2 separate regions of the Mus musculus genome follow, and region 1 is linked to region 2. Evidence: chromatin contacts called from public HiChIP or PLAC-seq data. All regions are on one chromosome and are shown on one strand. The core of a region is the stretch at or near the end of the contact, and the rest is flanking DNA. Distances in the headings are between cores, read along the strand shown.

What was found. HiChIP or PLAC-seq counts read pairs in DNA pulled down with a chosen protein or histone mark.
Region 1: an H3K27ac HiChIP or PLAC-seq map of large pre-B cells shows a contact between it and region 2, with 3 times the contacts expected there. The contact joins two enhancer-like sites. A contact is called at or near these places in 3 of 115 datasets of contacts at active chromatin or transcription factors (large pre-B cells, memory CD8 T cells and pancreatic cancer cells).

Annotation. Positions count from the first base shown.
Region 1 is chr7:84,118,441-84,121,627 of GRCm38.p6, reverse strand. All of the region lies in intron 1 of Abhd17c (abhydrolase domain containing 17C), which reads left to right. Among named protein-coding and RNA genes, the nearest start is that of Abhd17c, 32 kb to the left of the region's middle. Within about 2 kb of position 1,712, at least 66 of the 459 cell types and tissues checked have an H3K27ac peak or open chromatin away from gene starts, as enhancers often do.
Region 2 is chr7:83,637,687-83,641,065 of GRCm38.p6, reverse strand. Stard5 (StAR-related lipid transfer (START) domain containing 5) reads right to left here. Exons shown (of 6, transcript NM_023377.4): 5 at 3,369-3,379; 6 at 1-644. The coding sequence ends at 497. Among named protein-coding and RNA genes, the nearest start is that of Stard5, 7.4 kb to the right of the region's middle. Within about 2 kb of position 1,760, at least 46 of the 459 cell types and tissues checked have an H3K27ac peak or open chromatin away from gene starts, as enhancers often do.

The sequences.
Region 1 (3,187 bases), core at 463-2,962, 480 kb before region 2:
CCATTGAGCACTGTGGACTGCTGTGGCTACACTGAACATGTAGGCTTTTTTTTTTCTTGTCATTATACCATAAACAATATAGTTAGGTATTATAAACAGTGTAGATAAGATTTAAAGTGTGGAGGTATGCATAGGTTGTAGACATGCGTTACACTGTTTGTTGTTGTTGTTGTTGTTGTTGTTGTTTTTATGAGAGCCTTGAACATTCCACAAGGGTTCTATAGACTTCTGGTAACAGACTGAGCTGAGTTTGTATTCACATATACATACATGCACCAGGCTGCTTTTCCAGCCAGCCGGCTTCTACATGGTATCAGAAGATAGGATAAGGAGAACTTTGCACTCAAGAATGGTCTTTCTAGCATATACATCAGACAGTGTATAGGAGAAGATTGTTCCTTATAGCTGATCTTGAGAAGTTATATCACTAAAATTCCTGTGTGGGCTGGGACTAAACAATATCTACCCTTCCTCCTGAGTTCCCAGTGACAAACCAGGTTACAGTCCTACCAGAGTACACTCTGAGTAACCAATGAGTTTATTAGGCTTAGTTACAGAGCTGTGGGTGAGGGGCTATAGGTAGGGGCAAAGGTGGCCTTGAAGCAGCCACACTGGAAAGTTTGTACCCAGCAGGCACAGTTGAACTCTTGGAGATTGTAGTAGTTTCCCACTTGGAATACCAGCTAGGATATTCCATAGTTTCCTGAAATTCAATATCTTCCCAAACGGAACTTCCTACTGAAGCAAACACAATTATATCTAGATCTAGTGGATCTCCTTTACAATGCCTCAATTTAGCCAGTTTTCTCCAGCCTTCCCTTTAGTGTAATTTGAACCCCCCCCCCCTTTTTCCCACCCTTCTCTGTTCCTTCCTTTCATGTACATAACGATGTAAGCAGCTGACTTCTACCCAGGGCCTTCTCCAGACCACAGCTTACAACCAAGCTCCATATTCTGGGTATCTTGTGCCTGACCCTGAAGTCCTCCCATGCTGCATCTTCACTAATTTCTGGTAGCCCCTTCTACAGCCCCAGGCCCCTGTGGGAGCTGCCTTCCCCATCTGGGGCCCTGCCCTGCGGGGAGGGGTGTCATTCTAGCCCTGCCTCACCTGATTGGCTTCTAACTGCCTTCTTCCTGGAGCTTTCCCCAACAGCCTCTACCTGTGTTTGGACCAAACCTACCAGCTTTACTGTTCTTTTTGCCTTCATTTGTACCTGGGTTTCTGTCTCTTCTCAGCTTGAATCTGTTTACTTTTTATTTCCCCAAAGACATGTGACTCAAGAGCACATAGTTTACACCCCGCCCTTTGTAACTTGGATCCATCCAACAAGGCTACTTTTCATAGTTTAGGTTTGATTTTATAACCAGTATAGGGGGACTTGTTCCTTTTTCTTTGTTTTGTTTTTCTAGACGGGGTTTTACTGTGTAATCCTGGCTGTCTTGGAATTCGATTTGTGGACCAGGATGCCCTTGAACTCATGAGATCTGCCAGCCTCCGAAGTGCTGGGATCAGAGGTGTGCCCCAGCATGCCTGGCTGTGCTCACGTTCTTAAAGCTTTCAGCAGGGATAGTTTACAAAAAGTAAATGTCCCTTTCAAGTAAATTAGCTAAAAGTTAGAAAAGAACTGTAGCTCATGGCAGTGACCTGTACATCTTTTACTTTCTAAAGTGGCACCATGCAGTCTTGAGTGTTTCCTGTTTATCACTGCAGTAAACACCTGCGGACGCCATCGTGTGAGGCTTTGACTAGTCTCGCTGAAAACCCTCTCAGACATACAGAGGTGCACCTTGAGAAGGGAACTCAGCATGCTTTATGTGGTGGTTGTCTTTTCTCCTCTTCTCCATTCTTAAAATATAAAGCTCGTGTTGATTGTGCTTTCTGTGCTGAGAAAGCCCCCAGGCAGAGAGAGGGCCCACGCCGCCTGCGTCTGGCCTGTTTGTGCACCTGCTTCCCCTCGGCTGTTCTTCTGCTCTGCAGTTTTGACCTAAAGTAGACAAGGGCTTCTCCTTACCCTCAGACCCCATCCTTCAGTTAGCATCCCTGCTACCTTGTCTATTTATCTTCATCCTATGACTTAAGAAATTTCCCCTAGGAATTCTAGCTCTGAAATATTTAAAATGTTGACTTCAAAGTCAGTGGAACTGTGCCAAGCACACTTCTGAAGATAAATGAGGAAGCTTTTGACAAAGGACAAAGTCAAGGTCCATTAACTCACACAGGATGGGGTGTCTCAGGGAGGCTGGGCTTGTGCTCTGTTGTACAGAGAGAAAAAAAGTCTGACACTGAAACAAAAACAAATGACTTTAACCTTACAGGGAATGATTCCCATGGGACAGGGCTCCTTGACACACTCAGCCTCTGGAATAGGGCTTCTCGCCGGCCCAACATCTCTTGATGCAGAGAGGGTCCTGGTGCCTCTGGCTCCAGACCACTCCTGGATTTCATGTAGCTTGGGTTACAGAACTACAGTGGACATTTGGAGTGGCTGAGAGCGTGATGTGCAAGGGTGTGTCTGCACATCATGCTGTTGATTACAGAGTGGTACCCAGGGCCATGGCTTCCTCATACGCTGACTCTGAGACTTTGAGCATTGTTTCAAGAAAACATAACTGTAAGACCAACGTTCATATTCTTACTGGGCATTAATGTGACTTTTATTCCTGTCCTCTTTGCAAATCAGAGATTCTGCTCCTGTCCAACGTGTCCAAGGAGATGTCAGACTTTTCAGTGAGTTTTAGTTCATAGGAATATTTGTATGTGTGGAACTTAGTTTTAAGAAAATAGCCTTTGGGAAATGGCTTTCTTTGTAGGACCTGAATTTGATCTTTAGAACCCATGAGGGAAAAAACCACCACAGGCATGTTGGTGCACACTTGTAATCCCAGAGTGTAGGAGACAGATAGATAGTGATAGGCAGAATCTTGAGGCTTACTACCCAACCAGCTTAGCCTACTTGGCAAGTTCCAGGCAAACAAAAAAGGTAGTGTCTCATTGTCCCCCCACCCGCATCATGTGTGTGTGAGTGTCTCAGTGAGTGTGAGAGTGAGAGTGAGAGGGGGCTTGTTTGTGTGTGTATTTCTATATCTTGTACAAGTAGCCCTTGGCTATGATCACATTTAGTTCAAAGTTGGAAATGCCTCCAACTGATCCCTGTAACTTAAGGTTGTGGGCTTATACTCTCAAAGC
Region 2 (3,379 bases), core at 511-3,010:
TTTCCAAGTTGACACTTTTGTAAAGAGTGAAAGTCTTGTGCTAAAAATTTGTATACAAAAGCATATCCAGAAAGGGAACACAGGAGTCTGGGAACTCCAGATGCCAGAGGAAGCAGGACTTAGCGACCACAATGGATGATGATTCTTTAAGACCCACACAGGGACAAGGTGTCTTACAGCAACCAGCACACAGGGCTCTGGACCACAAGGAATCAAAGAGTACGTGAGCCATCTCTCAGGTGGCCATAGAGGGACTTGCCCTGGCCTGCCAGGCCTATGTGTGCACCACGGCAAGCTAGTGGTTAGCTCCTTCCACACCAAGCCCAAGAGGACGGAGGGTGGTGTGGGGGGATGGGCTGCTCCTCTGGAATGGAACCCTGAGATTTGCTGTTAACTATGGCATCTCAAAAGGCCTCAGCAGCTCTTCCGTGTCCTTTGAGGCTCAACAGCTGGAGTTCCTGAAGGACCATAGGCAATCCCTGCCAATAGGCGACTGTCAGTGATGGAACTTCCTCACTGCCTTCTGAAGGTTGGGGTAGAACTCAGCCATGCTTCGAGGGAAGAAGGAGTCCACCACACTCTGAGGGAGGTAGCCACTCAGGTCTGTCTGAAAGAATGTGACCAGGTTGGTTTTGTTGGGATCCCTGAAGAAATAGCAGATGCGGGTTAGATATGTACCATGGAAGCATCTAGCTCAGAGCCATGACCAGCAGAAGTGGTCCAGACATGGTGGTCACTTCTACTCCTGCTCTAGATTCAGTGCCCAGGACTCCTCTCAGCCTCCTTGTTGTGGATGATAGCATAGCCTCTAGGGGACACACGGCACAGTTGCTACAAACACATTGGGGAGCTGGTAGGACAGCTAGGTGCAGATTCTCCTTATGGCTACTGACAGCCCATCCCCCCAACCCCTCCTGGGCTTTGTGTATAAGGAGCTGTTTATCAGTTTACCCCTGTGCAGAGAAAGACAGCCAGAAGGAGGAGGGGAGGGGAGGGGGAGGGAGAGAGGGAAATACAGAGGGAGAGGGAACAAATCCTCCGTCAGATTCCATGTTCTCTCTCCCTCCCCACCTCCCACTGATTCTGGGGTACTTTCTCTGCCCATACGCCACCCCCACCCTCACCCCAAGCTCAAGCTATCCCTCATAGTCACTCAGCTGTGTTCTCTTTGGAAACTTGAACAGATAAGTAAGAAATCTGAGTTAGTGACTATGTTTCTCTCTGGGGAGCCCTGGGCTTGATGGGAGAACATCACAGAAGAGACAAACCACGTGGGGAAAGACACACAGAGTAAGTAAAAGTGGATAAAAGGGGCCTCAGAGGCACCACGGCTGTCTTTACAGGAAAGCCAGGAGTTTGCCTGACATACTCATCAGAATACATGCGGAACTTACATACATACAGTAGGCAGAACACAGAGAATGCTCCCTGCATACAGTAGGCACATCACAAATGCAGCTCTGGTGCTGCCTCCTCCACAGACTCTCCTGCCCTCTGAGATGCTTTTCCTCTGTCACAGATAGTCTGAGCCCAGACACCTCAGATCTGATCTGAACACAGTCTTGCTCCCCAGTGTGGCCTCTTGCCCTGACTCACAGCTCCTTCTACTCTGGGCACAAAGCAGTTTACACTGAAGTCATGGCATGGCTGCTCAGACCTCTCTAAAGCTCCCAAAATGTCTAGAGGGGCCTGGCCCTGCTTCCTCAATGATTTCTTCTAGCCTCTCTTCTGGCTCCACTGAGCCAACACAGTGGCTTCCTCCCATGCCAGTCCTCTTGTGGCCACACCCTCTCACCAAGAGGAACCTTGCACCTGCACAGGCCACTGTGCCAATCGAGGCTCCAACCAGGGGGATTTTGGTGATCTGTGCGGTGACTCACTCCGACCAGACCCCAGGTCCTTTCATCATCCTTTAGTTTTCTATACAGCACTTAGCTTGTAGTAAGCAATGTCTAGTGTATGTATAACATAATTTCTTTAATTTGTGCCTTGTTTATCTTCTCCCACCCCATCAGAATTAAGCACTCAGAGAACACATGTCTTTTATCTGTTTTTTAAAAAAGAGAAAAACAAAGATAGTCAACATAAAAACCACCTGGCCGGGTTTAAGTGTGGCTTTTTACTTGTTGGGTCTATTCATGGTCTTGGGGTAGCTACTTAACCTCTCTGGCCCACCCATCCCTCTTATAGAGCTTGTACCATCACCACTGTTACATAGCCTGAAGCTTGCAGACTGTGTGTTCCCCAAGCCAGCCCTAAGCCTCAGCTTCAAGGAGAAACGGCTCTTACTTGTCTAGACCCTCCTTGAAATATGCCCGGCAGCCTGGAAGGGCAAGGCAGGTCTCAGCATCTGACTGTTGGGAACATGGCAATGAAAAGTGGTCAAGGGTAGTTTTATAGGCCCACATCAGAGGGTCTGGTCTCCTCTGCACTGGGAATAAAGTTGTGTGTGCGCGCACGCGTCCATGCTTTACCACTGTCAAACTCAAAAAATTTGTGACATTTAAGAAAAGCCTTCCCAGAGCTGTTTGGAGAGCCAGATTAGCAGACATGGTGTTAGGTGGGGGTGCTCTGTCTGGGTTTTAGTAATCTAGGCACTGAGACCTGCCTCCTGGAACTGTGTGGGGAAGGCCACACCTTCCCCTCCGGCTATGTGCAGGGACCCATGAGCAGGTGCAATCTCTCTCACTGTTAACTTGGGTGCTGCTCATTATAAACCTGGGGCCTTAGGGTAACTCATTACCCAGAGAGCTCTCAGGAAAACCCTGGCCGTATCTGTGAGTGATTTAGGGCTCTTGGGCTTCTTTCCAGGGCCGATTCACAGCATGGTCTCAGAACTATCCTCCATGCCCTGAGATCTGCCGCCTTTCTTGTACAGGAAGGTGGTCGCTGCGTGAACATAGGGTGGGGAATTTGTTCTTGGAGCTACTTTAGTCTGGTGGATATCTTCAGAGAGTCCAGAAGACCTGGAGCTCAGGCAGTACACTGCGCTCCTGGACTTTGACTGTGGACGCATAACTTAACTGTCCTAACCCTCAGCTTGCTTATTTGCCTAATGGCACTGGGACATTTGCCTGACCTGTCCTGTGAGGCTGGGCACCTGGTGGTTGCACATGCCTTTAACCCCAGCACCTGTAGGCAGATCTCTGAGTTCAACAACAACAAAAGCTAAATCCAGGTAACACCTCCTTACCCCTCTGCCAGGTGCCACCAAGAGTGGCACATCATGTCATGCAAGCCTATGTGTGACAGTGCATTTTGTAACATTGATATTATTTTTGTAGATTACAGTTGAAGTGCCTGTTTTCTGAGTTCACAGTGGTGTTATGGTTGGGTCTAAGACAAAATTCTCCACCCACTTTCCTTACCCTGGCAGTGG